5 separate regions of the Mus musculus genome follow, and regions 1, 3, 4 and 5 are each linked to region 2. A link is a contact called in public promoter capture Hi-C data. All regions are on one chromosome and are shown on one strand. Each heading gives the region's core, a stretch centred on a gene start, on an enhancer-like site or on the middle of the called end of the contact. The rest is flanking DNA. Distances are from core to core; before and after follow the strand shown.

Region 1 (2,700 bases), core at 187-2,686, 2.3 Mb before region 2:
GGGGGACTTTAAAGGCCCCTGGTGAAGGTACTGTGCAACCAAGGCTGAGAACTACACTTTAGTTCACTAGACAGATGGTCAGTGCTCCAATTTTTAAAAGTTTCATCTAACCTATTTTATAGGCCAGTAGATCAACGGAAAACCTGCAAGGGCTGTTTCTCTCATCATGTTGTCCCCCTGGGACTGACTCAGGTAGTCAGGTTAGGCAGCAAGTGCCTTTACGTGTTGAGCCATTTTTCCAGGTCTAGAACTCCAATATGTAGCAATAGCCCAAACCTCAAGTCTTTTTTTTTTTTTTTTTTTTTTTTTTCCGAGACAGGGTTTCTCGGTATAGATCTGGCTGTCCTGGAACTCACTTTGTAGACCAGGCTGGCCTCGAACTCAGAAATCTGCCTGCCACTGCCTCCCGAGTGCTGGAATTAAAGGCGTGCGCCACTACGCCCGGCTCCTCAAGTCTTAGATGAAAGTTTTTGTTTTTTTTTTTTAATCAACAGCCAGGTATTTTTGATGCACAACTCTTAAGTGCAGGTTAACTCTGAGAGTTCAAGGCCAGCCTACTCTGTATAGTGAATGCCAGGCTTGGATTGCATAGTGAGACCCTGTCTTAAAATAAAGACCAGTTATATAGACAAATCTTACAAAACAAAATGTCGCGCGAAATAATCCAGATTTTAACAGTGTGGTTCTATTTACGCAGAATTCAACATTAAAAATAAATAAATTAATTAATAAATCAGAACGGGGCAGGGGACAGAAATACGTAGGAAGGGAAACTAGAAAGAAATTCTCTGGATAGAAATGCTACGTATGGGGCTGGTGAGATGGCTCAGCGATTAAGAGCACCAATTACTCTTCTGAAGGTCCTGAGTTCAAATCCCAGCAACTGCATGGTGGCTCACAACCATCTGTAATGAGATCTGACTCCCTCCTCCAGAGTGTCTGAAGACAGCTGTAGTGTTCTCACATATAATAAATAAATAAATCTTTAAAAAAAATAGAAAGAAAAGAAATGCTACGTATTTCGATTAAGATATAGACAGATATTTAGTTTTCAAAACACCGAAATGAACAAATGAGGCCTCCATTACGATATTGCCGTGCATAAAGACGTTAGAACGAGACGTGATTAATTTAAATGTGGGTATGTACTTCTGACAATCCCAAACTCCGGCTATATGAAAAGCACAACAAACCGGAGATGGAAATCAGTGAGAAGGAAGGGCAGAGCGCAGAGAGGGTCAAGCCTCATGAGTCACAAGCACGCTGCCGGACGGACGACCCGAGCTTCGAGCATTCCGGAGCCCGAGCGTCCCAGGAAAAGAAGCCCGCGCGCTTTTTCCGGCATATGCACCAAAAAAAAAAAAAAAACAAAACAAAACAAAAAAAAAAAAAAAAAAAAAAAAACGGCTGAGTGTCCTCACCGGAAGGGTCCGGAGGGAAATGTTGCCACCGGAGCAAAGAACCCGGTAGCACTTTAGTTCCTGCGCGGATGCTGGAGCTGGAAGGCTCCGGGCGGGCGCACGGCTGACTGGGGCTCGCAGAAGCAGGCCGCCGGGGCCCGCCGTCCATCCGTCGCTACGATGATTCCGGTGTCGCTGCTGGTGGTGGTGGTGGGTGGTTGGACTGCCGTCTACCTGGCCGACTTGGTGTTGAAGGTGAGGGCCTCAGGCCTCAGGCCCCAGCCGGCGGAGTCCAGGGCTGGTGCGCATGGTCCTGTGTCGCCCAAGGCCTTTTCTCTTCCCCTTCGGAGTCTCCGCGCCGGGCCGGGAGCCGCTCCGAGCGCCCGCCGCGTCTGCGTGCGCTCTCCCGCGTGGCGCATCCGTCCGACCGAGTAAAGAAAGTAGGGCAGGCAGGCTGCGGGAGGGGAGGGGTGTGGCGGCCACCGCATTGCGGGCGCCGCCGGGTCCCTGCGGCTTTTGGGCTCCTTCCCGGGAGGAGTCTGGCGGGCTTGGGAGGCACGGCTCGAAGGAGGAAAAGAAACGAAAACTTCCGCTTAAGAAAATGCTTTGTGGTTCTTCTTTGTGCTAAGGTTAGGACCCGTGAGACGCTGCTAGTGTTGTGATAAACCGAAATCAGATTGTGACTTAAATCACTGGCGTCAAACTCGAAAGTACACAGGAGCATCGGTGGTTCTAGTTTAAATTTAGATTCTGATTTCGTCAGATCTGGGAGGAAAGCTAAGATTGTGTATTTCCAGCCAGTTTCTCTGGCCCACGGACGGACAGTGCTGACCCACAGGCGGTGCTTTAAAGTAGCAAGAATTTACATAGCCACATTTTCTGTTATTCAAATTCTATTTACACCCTACACTCCCTTTTTCACAGTGACCACACACACTCTGAGCACACAGTGCTTTTTTTTTTTTTGAGTGTTGTGGGTGCTGGAATCGTAAGAAGAAATTTCAAGAGTTTGTCTGAGCACGTGTTTCAGACATCCTTGGAATGGAGTGGGGGTGGGGAATACGAGCTTAGAAATTCCCAAGGGTTTGGAAATCACAATCATAAATAGTAAAACCTTCATGTTTGTGTTCTTTTAAACAAAATAACCTCGTGACACTTCGTCTTAGGAAACAATAAAATCAAATGGCACCTGTGCTTCTTTGTCATATTTAAACGTTGGTATGCCAGGCTATGAAGAGCGAGCTTAAGAGAGCTAGGCTCTGCCACTTTCTAACCTCTGTGACCTTAGGCAGATCGTTAC
Region 2 (2,700 bases), core at 112-2,611:
CAGAAGTTAAGAGCACTGGACGCTCTTCCAGAGGACAAAGGTTTGATTTCCAGCACCCTCGTGGCAGCTCTCAATTGTCTGTAACTTCTGTTCCAGGGGATCTTTCAATGTCCTCCCCTGGCTTTTATGAATAGCAGGCACACAAGCAGTGAACAGACATATAGACAAAAAAAATTTAAATAGTAATTTTTCAAAACAGGATGAACAGGGTGTAAATCAGTTATGGTTTGGAGTTCATGAAGGCAGCACTAGGGCTGAGGGAGCAGACAGGTGACGTCACAATTCAGTCTGACAAGCTAAAGTGGGACTGAGCCCCTAGGCGCTGGGGCAATAACTCAAGGGCGGCTGGGCATGCCCTAGTGTATCATAGGTAGGAGAGGCAAGGCAGCAGAGGAAGAGGGCTCGATGGGTAATGGGTAGTTATGCTGTGCTATGAGGGGTGACTACGAACTTTACAGCTCTTGACTGGAAAAGCAAATCTTTGAAGCAAAATTAATTCCCCCAAACTTCTTTTTGCCTGTTGGAGGAAAATAAATGGTTAGCTATTTGCTCTCAAGTTTTTCTGGGACTGAAAAGAGCTGAAAAGATGAGTCCTGGCACTGTACAGGCAAATCACTCCGGAGGTTCAGGGGACACATACATGTCTGTTAAGTTCAGCAATTTTGTAGTGTCCATGGCCTAACCCACCCACCCCCTGCCCCCAGCCTCCTAAACCTAGAGTAATCAACAGGCCAAATATAGTCAACCAGTATATTTCAAAATAACTGTTTTGGGTGTTTCCCCATAAAAAGGTAAATGAGTTGGTGACTACATTCCATGTTATATTCATTCAGATGGTGCCCTGTAAGTGCATACAAGTATGATCTGTCAAAAACAAAAACAAAATGAGATGCATGAAAGTGACCTTAATTAGAAGTATAAATTGTGGTGGCACACGCCTTTAATCCCCAGCACTCAGGGAGGCAGGGATAAGTAGATCTCTGCTTGGTCTACAGAGCAAGTTCCAGGGCAGCCAGGGCTACACAGAGAAACCCTGTCTCAAAATAACCACGAAAAGTCTACATTTTAAGTCCTTCACAGGCACATAGGTTAGTGTGAACTTGTGAGGGGATGATGTGAGGGGTAGGGAAGCTCTGTTACAGAGATGGACTTGGAAGTACACCTTCAAGGACAGGGACAGTCAGTGCTCTGGAGATCAGTCACTAGGCACCCGTGCAAACTTCTTTTGTTAAATTGGGAAAACACTTCAGCTTGGCTCTCCTTTTGACGCAGGCGCAGAAGCCCACTGGGGGGGGCGGAGCTTGCGCCCACGTGGCGGAGGGGCGGAGTGGGGCGGAGCAAGTCTCGCGAGGCCGCGCCCTTGGTCGCGCGGTCTCCAGCGCGCCGTTTTAGCTGGCTGCCTGGCGGCAGGGGACTCTGTGCTTTAGCAGAGGGACGTGTTTTCGCGCTTGCTTGGTCATGGAGGCGCGGTCCAAGCTGCTGGACGGGACCACGGCGTCCCGTCGCTGGACCCGAAAGCTGGTGTTGCTCCTGCCGCCGCTGCTGCTGTTCCTGTTGCGGACCGAATCTCTGCAAGGCTTGGAGAGTGATGAACGGTTCCGGACCCGCGAAAATGAGTGCCACTTCTACGCTGGTGGACAAGTGTACCCCGGGGAGGCGTCCCGGGTTTCAGTCGCGGATCACTCCCTGCATCTAAGCAAAGCCAAGAGTAGGTGGTGCCTTGCGAGTTTGGGTGGAGGAGGTAGAACTCGAGGAATCTTAGACCCTAATTGTGGATGCTACAAAAGGGTGGGGCTGGAGTTGGGCCGCACCCCCCCCCCAAGGCTGCCTGGGAGTTCTCGGTCCACCCCATGCCTTTGTGGGTGTGAGGTTGGAGGTGGGTTCCTGGTGTGAAGAAAGAAATGGGTTTCTCTGAACAGATTTCGGGAGAGGTAGCGGTTACCCCCAAAGCCGCAGATGGGGGTGTTTCTAGACCCGGGCTTACAGTCGTGGAGGATGTTGTGCAAACTAAAATACTTCCTTACATATTCGAAAGTGCCTGCAGCCGTCCTATCTCTTTTTTCCAGGGAAGAAAGTACATTGATAAGTTGAATAATGATTCACAGAAAGTTTGGTTAAACAGAAAAGTGGTTAAACAAAATGGTCAGGAGGTCAAACTTTTTTTCTCTTAGCTTATAAAGATTGTTATTGAGAGTCATCTCCCCAAACTTTGTAGAGTTAATAGATGTTTATTTAAAAAAAAAAAAACAAGTCTTATGGAGTATTTTGGAGGGAAACTGGGGAAGAGGCGGAAGAGGCACAGTTGGGTTGGTGGTAAATCTTGTGTACTGCCAATTGGGCTTTTCATTATTTGTCTTTCTGTCTAGTGTTTGAAGCTAGTGGCCACTCTCAGAAAAAGACACGTCAGACTAAGAAGATAGTGAGAAAATTGAGGCCTGCTGCATCTGGATATTAAGATTGCCAAAAAAGTGATCAGGGGACACAGACACAGACCATATATTATTTGCTTTTCCCTAACCCACTTTTCCTAGGGATTATTTGGCATTCTGTGAGTGTGTGTTTGAGTTTTGGTGGTTGTGGCACATTCTGTGCTAGTATTCAGTGAAACAATAGTTATACTTAACATTTTGGGGTCAATTTTTTGGACATGGGGACTGGACAGATCTGACAAAATGGCTTCAAATTCTGTAGTCCTCCTCC
Region 3 (2,700 bases), core at 166-2,665, 2.2 Mb before region 2:
TTATCTTTAATAGTCTTGCCAGGATTATGCAGATTAGTGAGAAGACCCTTGCAGTAAACTGCTAACATCATCCTGACAATACTGATCCTATATCGAGCATCCTCTTCTCTTCAGGGCTCTCTTTTGACATCACTTCATTAAAGTATCTCAAGGTTCTTCATTTTGCCCTTTGCAAGGTGAAGTACAAATTCTAGGGCGGATATGCTTCAGCTGGGAGCCCATGGTGGTCTGCAATGTTCTCCACAATCTACTGAGCAAGACCAGCTACATACTTATCAGCAAAACCTCAGATGCCTTCTGCTCTGAAATTTTCAAGAAATTCAAGAGGTTGACAGCAGATAGTGAAGCTAAGGGAAGGCAGGTGGCTTACCCCAATGCTGGCAGGGCATGAAGCACATGTCCTACGCGGGAAGCTTCACTACCCTTAAACACACAGGAGGACAGCTATGTTCTAGTGACTTGACTCCAGAAGAAAGGAAGAAAGAGGAGCTTGGGGCTGATACATTGGGGCTGATGGAGCGGAACACAAATTAGCTTACAAAACTGAGGACCTGGTCTCCAGAGAAGGAAATAAAAACAGATGGCTATGGATAGGAACAAAGTAGGAGCCCACTGAAAAGAGATGCAGTTGTTGAAGGACAAATATGACGTCAGTGTTAGGTTCTTGCAGGACAGGGAAGGACTACGCAAAACTAACCAACCAACCAACCAACCAACCAACAAACCAAACCAAACCAAACGACCATTCGAAATGGCCTAAGGGAAAGCTAAACTTAATGTTTTTGTGTTGTTGAGGAGGCACAGAGTTCACTAATCTGAAGTTTAACAACCATTACAGAAATTCCTGGTATCAGGAGAGGCACAGCAATCCATACAATGATGGAGTCAATTTGCCCTGGGATTTTGCTCGTGCAATAAAGGATCCCTTTATTCCCCAGGCACTTCAGTTCTCTTTTGTCCCATCTTGTTGAATGCTACTAACGGTCAAAAAAGAGGCCAAGGCTGTAGGTCCATTGACAAAAAATAGAGGTACCGAGGAGGGGGAAGTCCTGTGGAAGAGGCTCTCACATCTGCAACTTCTCAGTTAGGCTTTAGTCCTTGATTCTTTTCCAAATTTGCATGAAAATGTATGCTACTTGAATGCCCAGGAGCCTTCTATTCTGTTCTTAAATACTACCCCTTACCAATAGAAACATTGTTAATAATCCCAGCGGGGTTCACGTGCATTTAAAGAAAAAGTCAGGCTTGTACTTTAAGACTACAGGGGTGGTAGCATTTTATTTTCTTCAAATGGTCAGGAAGTAACTGGGGCTTTTGCTTGGGGAGGAGGGGTAGGCATATGGGGAAGTGTATAGGGAGGCCCCCCGGAAGTCGCGCTGAGCCGTTTAAAGCTGGGTGACCTCCTAACGGATGGCGAATGGCGGGAGAGCATGGCCAGAGCTTTAGCGCAGGGCGCGGCCATTGGTGACGCATGCCAGGGAGCCCGGCGCCCGCGATTCCACCATTAGCGAGGCCTCACACCCAGCGCTTCAAGTTCGGGGCTGGAGGCGTCCCTGCTTCCTCCTCTAAGAGGCGGGTCGGCCCCGCCCCCGCGCCCCGGGTCGCTTGCCCGCGGCCCCTCCCACCTCCTAACTCCTGGCCTCCCCCGGCGCAGCGCACTCCCCGCCGGCCCGCAGCCTGACACGCCGCGCGGTCCCTCAGTCTCCTGCGGTCGCCTCCCCAGGCATGGCACAGGGCCTCGCCACACTATGGCAGCAGCAAGACACAGCACGCTCGACTTCAAGCTCGGCGCCAAAGGTGAGGGCGCCGCTCGCCACCTGCACGGGCGCCGCAGCGGCGGCGGCGGCGGCGGCGGCGGCGGCGGCAGCGGCAGCGGTAGCGGTAGCGGCGGCGGGGCGACAGTTCCCTCCGCGCCTGCGGGGCTCGAGGCCACAGGACCAGGCTCCTCCGGGGCGCGCGCGGCAGGCTGAACAATGCGGACGGCCGCGCGGCGCCTGCGTCTGCCGGGCTGCTGCGCGGAGCACGCTGCGGGCCCTCGTGCACCGGCGGAGGCCGCGCCGCGCCCCCGCGGTCCCCCGCCGCGTTTGGTCCTCGGCTGAGCTGGAGGCTGGCGCACTGCGGGGCCTGGGAGAACCGCGTCCGTGTGTGCCAGCCGCACCGCCCGCCCGCCCTTCCGGGCCTGGAGCGTCGGTCCACGCGGGCTCGCCGCCCTCCACGCCCCGTTGTTGGGGGGGAATCCCTTTCAGCCCGTGGGGCGCGGCGGATCCCCGGGGGAGGCGGGTACCGGAGCGCCTTAGCTCGTTCGAGGCACGGCGGGCGAGGCAGGCCTGAGCGAGGGGTGTGTGCGGCGCGGGACCGCTGCCCACGCCACCTTTTCCTGTTCTGGCAGGCTGCTGAATTTCCCTCTTGGGTGTGTGTGTCGGGGGGTTCCCCTTAAGGGCAGCGAGGGTTGAAGGAGGACCAGGGCCACTCAGCGCTTGCAAGGTTTTTTTTAGTCATCTAAGGAGATGAAGGATCCTCTGAAAAGGGACCCGGCGGGCAGAGAAAGGAAACGATTATTATTATTATTGGGGGTGGGGAGGGATGAGATCTGGGCGCGGGAACTAGAGCCACCACCATCACCATCACCCCTAATCCTGGAGGCTCAGATATTTGAGCCTGGTCTCGGCAGAAATGGTTGGGAGAGTCTTTTTTGCGTGA
Region 4 (2,700 bases), core at 54-2,553, 2.1 Mb before region 2:
CATGGTGGGAGCCTTGTCTGGGAGAAGACAGATCCACCTGAGCACACATTTGGTTTATGTACACACATATAAAATTATCAAGTAAAAGATGCTAAACTTAGCAACTTATTATTTTAATCTATTATACTCAAATAGAATTTAGCTTAAAAAAATTAAAGGGGGGAATTTTAAGAAATTTGTTATTAGACTATTGAGATGATGTAGTGGGTAAAGGCAGTTGCCTCCAAGCCTCCTGATGACCTCAGTTTAATTAGTAAAACACATACACACACACACGCACACACACACACACACACACGCACGCATGCACTGTAATAAAGTAATGATAAAACAAGTTAGTTATATTTCATAATTTTTTTTTTCCGAGACAGGGTTTCTCTGTGTAGCCCTGACTGTCCTGGAAGTCACTCTGTAGACCAGGCTGGTCTTTAACTCAGAGATGTACCTGCCTCTGCCTCCCAAGTGCTGGGATTAAAGGTGTGAGCCACCACTGCCGGGCTCATAAATAACGCAAAGGAGAAACATAACTAATGATAGTAAAAGACAGAGTGTCAGAATGTTTATCACTCATTCTGAATAATAATTGCTATAGGAGCTAGGGAGACAGCTTAGTTGGTAACAGCTTGCTGTGTAAACATGAAAACCTGAGTTCAATACCAACGCTTACATAAAACTGCTGGGTGTGCGAGTATATAGTGGCATGTGATTATAATCTCCCTAGGCTACTCCATCCAGTCTTAATAGGAATGCTTCAGGCTACTGAGAGACCCTATAAAACCTCAGTTTGACCTCTGGTTGACGCCTGCATGCACATATATACTTGGGTACCCATAGCAAAAGACATTCTAATAGAGGTAATCTACCAAAATACAATAGAAAGTATCAGAGACTTAATTTTAACAGTAAATGCTAAAGTAAAAATTGGAGTAAGTCGAAAAAAGTCATTTTCATTGGAAGCAGGAACCAAATTATGAGTGTTGTGTATCTGAGATTATCATTAATTTTGAAGTCACTAATATAGTAAGATAGGAAGATGCAAGTCATAAAAATAATGAAATAATTATAGGGGATAAAAATGGTTAGAAAAGTCCAAGAAATTTGCCATGCTGATCTCTGTGATTTCTGAGAAATTGGCTCAGTGATTAAAGTTGTGAGTGATTTAGGAAAGATTAATTTTTCTCTCTGTTAAATGCAGAACAGTTTGAAAGGAAATTGGGAGACGTGTGACAGGAAATCGCACTCAAAGTAGTCCGCTAAGTACTTAGAAGTAAACTTAGCAAGAGGTATGATGAGGCCGATGTGCACGATGGGAAGATTTTCCTGAGACAGGAAATGTCGTTAGTCGGTGGAGAGGCGTGACAGCAGAACAGTTTCAGGGGCTTCTCATTTATCCTCCTTCTAAATGGCATCAGAACCCCAAGGGAGTGAGACCAACGAATGCTTTCAAAGTTGCTTTTATTAGAATGAATGTGTAAAAGTAGCCAAGAGAAATTCACACAGTAGTCATTGTGGAGAGAGACTTTTCCTTCTCATTGGTAATTTGCTCCAGGCCCTCTAATCAAATAGGAAGTCAGACACAGAGTGTAGACACATAAGATTTGTGTTTGGGAGCTTGAATTTATAGTATGTATTCCAACACACTCTTAACATATCCAATATGCATTTTATTTCACTTGGGGAAAGCTCTAGTAAGCAAAACTGGCTTAACTGGGCCATCCTCTTGCTTGAAAACGAAGTCAACTAACCCTACAAACCAACGAAAGGGAAAGTTCAGTAAACTCAAGCCCTAGGTACAAAAAACGAAGATAGAAAAGAAAAACACAGCCTTTTTAAATTGGGAACTGAGGGGAGTTAATATGATTATGCTTATAAAGGAATATTAAAGTCAAGGAGTAGAACATAGAGTAATTTACTGTACATGATCAGATGTACATGGTTTCAATTTTAGTAAAGGAAACAGATGTGTCAGGTGAACTTTTCTATGGTGTTGGTATCAAGTCCTGACCTTAGGTTTTCTTTTCTTTTCTTTTCTTTTCTTTTCTTTTCTTTTCTTTTCTTTTCTTTTCCTTCTTTTGTTTTTCTTTCTATTTATTTATTTATTTATTTATTTATTTATTTATTTATTTATTTATTTAATGTAAGTACACTGTAGCTGTCTTCAGATGAACCAGAAGAGGGCATCAGATCTCATTACGGGTGGTTGTGAGCCACCATGTGGTTGCTAGGATTTGAACTTCGGACCTTCGGAAGAGCAGTCGGGTGCTCTTACCCACTGAGCCATCTCACCAGCCCCCTGTTTTTGTTTTTCAAGACACAATCTCTCTGTATAGCCCTGGCTGTCCTGGAACTTACTCTGTAGACCAGGCTGGCCTCAAATTCAGAAATCCGCCTGCCTCTGCCTCCCAAGTGCTGGGATTAAACTCATGCACTATCACTGCACGGCCTGACCTTTTGTTTTTGAAACAGTTTTTGGTATTAACAGAGGTGAAGATCTCTGTTCATGGGCTGGTTCTATGGATTTAAAGCCCAGCTTGCATTTTCCCTTTATAAGTGCTTAATGACATACCCATTTCTGTTGACTCATGTGTCTGATCTTGTTCTCTCTGAAAGGTTCTTATAGAAGACTGTATCCCAGTACTGAAGATGTACGCCAAAGAAGGGAGAGAGTTTGATTATGTGATTAATGATTTGACAGCTGTC
Region 5 (2,700 bases), core at 108-2,607, 2.3 Mb after region 2:
CCAGGGGGTCCCACGCCCTCTGCTAACCCCTCGTGTATACAGCACACAGGGCACAAGCACACGGGGCGCGCGCGCACACACACACACACACACACACACACACACACACTCACACCAAACCATTTTTTCAAAAACGGAACACATGTAAAATCTTTCCACCACATATTCCCTCAAGGCGCATTTCTTAAATGCCACTCTCACCTGCTGCTGCTGCTTGCAACGCACTTAGAGGCAAATCTGTGCTTACTAGGCAGTAAAGGCTTTTCGTTGAATTCGCACAACTCTGAAGCCAGTGCTTGAGTTACATCCACTTTCAAGGGGGAAAGCCAGGCTCAGAGAGGTGAAGGATCTGAGCAAGTTCACGCTTCAAATGACACAAGAAAAGCAGCATGCCTGGCTATGGGGCCTCCCTTGGGGGAGTAGGAACTGACTCATTACTCTTTGGGGCAGGCCGAAATGAACTTGAGCGAGCGAGGAAGCTGCCTGGGAGAAGCAGGTGGTACTTAGAGAGTGGAGGATGGAGGGGAGGCATTTCAGGCAGAGGAACCTGAGCAGAGAGAAGGAGTGGACAAAGTTCAGAGTGTGCACCGAGGGGAGCGAGTCGAGGCAGGTAAGCTGGCTGGCCGGCCTAGAAATCCAGGATCCAACCGCACCATACCATCTCTCTGCTCCCCATTCCCACCCATTGTCTGAAGCCTGCCTGTGGTCTCCCTTCAAATGCCTTTCTGTCTCTCAGTCCCCATGGCAACAGCTCACTTTCATCCAGCTGCTTCTTATTCTAATTGCTTCCTCTGTGGCCTGCCAGGAAGTACTCTGGCCTCCGTGAGGCTGCGCAAATCTAAGCCTGATCTTCTCACTGCCCCCGCTTAATTGACCAGGCGAACACGTAGCAGGGTACAGGCTCTGCGTCTCCTGCGCACTGCTGCCTCCCCTCACCCACCGCTTTGGTCATTAAGTCTATTCTTCGGGTCCCTGATGGGCCCACGAATTAATTAGCCACACATAAACGCCTTCTGAAAACCCAGGCGGGAGAGTGAATATGCTGTGTAAGCCAAGGCAGCCAAGGAGGGCTGGGGTCAGCTGACCTCTTGCAAGCCTGTGCCCCGCCGCACCCCTCCCCCACCCCACCCCACCCCTCTCAGCCCGCCTTTGGTGAGACTGGAAGGGCCCACTGCTTGCCAAAAGCTATGAACCAATAGGATAATGTGTGCACCTGCCTAAAGAAGACCGACATTCTCTTGCGCGCAGGACAAATCCCTGCAACCCCCCGCCCCCTAGCTGTCTTAACTACCATTGTGGGACTCAAAATGCAGCCCGCTCCTTTTCCTTTCGGCTAGCGGAAGTTCCTGTGCGGGAGAGTCCCACTTCCTCTTGGGTGTTTGGCGTGTGCGTGGCAGGAGGGGCGGGGCCAATGCTGCTCTGGTTTCTTGCGCGCTTGGCGCTACAGGGAGTGCGGGCGGCGACTCCTTGCGCAAGTCAGCTTGCCTGGGAAAGGGCTTTGTGGCTGAAAGCGACTGGTTCCTTGCCACAAAGGCTCCGCTGGCGTTTGCGGTTCAGCGGCCGTCCCTGAGTAAGATAGCCACTTTTCTCCGACGCTGCCAATAGCCTTCTCCAAGTGCTGCAGGCTTTCATCGCTTTGCAGGAGCCATGCCTCGGGGACGGAAGAGTCGGCGCCGCCGGAACGCAAAGGCAGCTGAAGAGAATCGCAACAATCGCAAGAGCCAGGCCTCAGAGGCTTCAGAGACCCCGATGGCGGCTTCTGTAGCCCCGAGCACACCCGAAGAATACCTGAGCGGCCCGGAGGAAGACACAAGCACCCTGGAGAAGGCCTCCAGTACCCCTTCAGAAGCTTCGAGCACTGCCCTAGTGCAAAAGCCGGTTACCCGGAGCAATTTTCAGGGCACCAAGAAAAGTCTCCTAATGTCCATATTAGCCCTCATCTTCATCATGGGCAACAGCGCAAAGGAGGCCCTGGTGTGGAAAGTGCTGGGGAAGTTAGGGATGCAGCCTGGGAGGCAGCACAGCATCTTTGGAGATCCGAAGAAGGTCGTTACAGAAGAGTTTGTGCGCAGAGGGTATCTGATTTATAAGCCAGTGCCCCGCAGCAGTCCAGTGGAGTATGAGTTCTTCTGGGGCCCTCGAGCACACGTGGAATCTAGCAAGCTGAAAGTCATGCATTTTGTGGCAAGAGTTCGGAACCGATGCTCCAAAGACTGGCCATGTAACTATGACTGGGATTCAGATGATGATGCAGAGGTTGAGGCTATTCTCAATTCGGGTGCTAGGGGTTATTCTGCTCCATAGAGAGATCCTAGGCAAACCCTTAGGAGTGGAAAAGAGAATCCAAAGTATCTGCTCCATGGAGTAGATAGGCAGGGTCCTGAATTCAAAAGGTTGTGGAGGGTGGGGAGGGCACTGTATTTGGTATTTGTGACCAGTGCTAATTGTTAAACTGCAAAGTAGTGTTTGCTATAGATATTGTTATCTTGTATTCATTTTATAACACTGTTGACTAAGAATCACAATATGTTTAAATATATACTTGAGGAAAAGTTTATGTTATTTTTTTCTGTCGTTGGCATTTGATATTAACAGCTGTGCTAACCTTATTAAATGAAGTCTTTGTGTCATGTTGTGTGATGGATAGAAAGTACCACTGAGAGGCTGTTCTTTGAAAGTTTGGAATAACCAGTAAAGTGT

What was found. Promoter capture Hi-C pulls out the DNA fragments that hold promoters and counts their contacts.
Region 1: a promoter capture Hi-C map of the HPC-7 cell line shows a contact between it and region 2. The contact joins the promoter of Mbtps2 here to the promoter of Prdx4 in region 2. A contact is called at or near these places in 13 of 39 promoter capture datasets (the 3T3-L1 cell line, 3T3-L1-derived adipocytes, the C10 cell line and 9 more) and 3 of 115 datasets of contacts at active chromatin or transcription factors (astrocytes, large pre-B cells and stem cell-derived neural progenitor cells).
Region 3: a contact with region 2 is called in a promoter capture Hi-C map of pre-B cells. The contact joins the promoter of Sms here to the promoter of Prdx4 in region 2. A contact is called at or near these places in 10 of 39 promoter capture datasets (the C10 cell line, the HPC-7 cell line, cranial neural crest and 6 more), 4 of 115 datasets of contacts at active chromatin or transcription factors (the 230-238 cell line, astrocytes, cardiomyocytes and 1 more) and 1 of 9 other capture datasets (liver).
Region 4: a contact with region 2 is called in a promoter capture Hi-C map of pre-B cells, with 9 times the contacts expected there. The contact joins the enhancer-like site here to the promoter of Prdx4 in region 2. A contact is called at or near these places in 12 of 39 promoter capture datasets (the 3T3-L1 cell line, 3T3-L1-derived adipocytes, the C10 cell line and 8 more) and 4 of 115 datasets of contacts at active chromatin or transcription factors (astrocytes, embryonic forebrain, embryonic stem cells and 1 more).
Region 5: a contact with region 2 is called in a promoter capture Hi-C map of pre-B cells. The contact joins the promoter of 9530051G07Rik here to the promoter of Prdx4 in region 2. A contact is called at or near these places in 2 of 39 promoter capture datasets (cranial neural crest and pre-B cells).

What each region holds. Positions count from the first base shown.
Region 1 is chrX:157,597,451-157,600,150 of GRCm38.p6, reverse strand. It overlaps Mbtps2 (membrane-bound transcription factor peptidase, site 2), which reads left to right and starts at 1,436. Exons shown (of 11, transcript NM_172307.3): 1 at 1,436-1,655. The coding sequence starts at 1,581.
Region 2 is chrX:155,337,121-155,339,820 of GRCm38.p6, reverse strand. Prdx4 (peroxiredoxin 4) reads left to right here and starts at 1,361. Exons shown (of 7, transcript NM_016764.5): 1 at 1,361-1,708. The coding sequence starts at 1,459.
Region 3 is chrX:157,491,002-157,493,701 of GRCm38.p6, reverse strand. Sms (spermine synthase) reads left to right here and starts at 1,415. Exons shown (of 11, transcript NM_009214.4): 1 at 1,415-1,797. The coding sequence starts at 1,749.
Region 4 is chrX:157,456,019-157,458,718 of GRCm38.p6, reverse strand. It overlaps Sms (spermine synthase), which reads left to right. Exons shown (of 11, transcript NM_009214.4): 8 at 2,611-2,700. Among named protein-coding and RNA genes, the nearest start is that of Gm24281, 27 kb to the right of the region's middle. Within about 2 kb of position 1,303, at least 5 of the 459 cell types and tissues checked have an H3K27ac peak or open chromatin away from gene starts, as enhancers often do. A contact at or near this core is called in pre-B cells, where this site is marked.
Region 5 is chrX:153,036,286-153,038,985 of GRCm38.p6, reverse strand. It overlaps 9530051G07Rik (RIKEN cDNA 9530051G07 gene), which reads right to left and starts at 1,357. Exons shown (of 4, transcript NR_040272.1): 1 at 1,292-1,357; 2 at 202-547. Mageh1 (melanoma antigen, family H, 1) reads left to right here and starts at 1,423. Exons shown (of 1, transcript NM_023788.3): 1 at 1,423-2,700. The coding sequence starts at 1,648. The coding sequence ends at 2,304.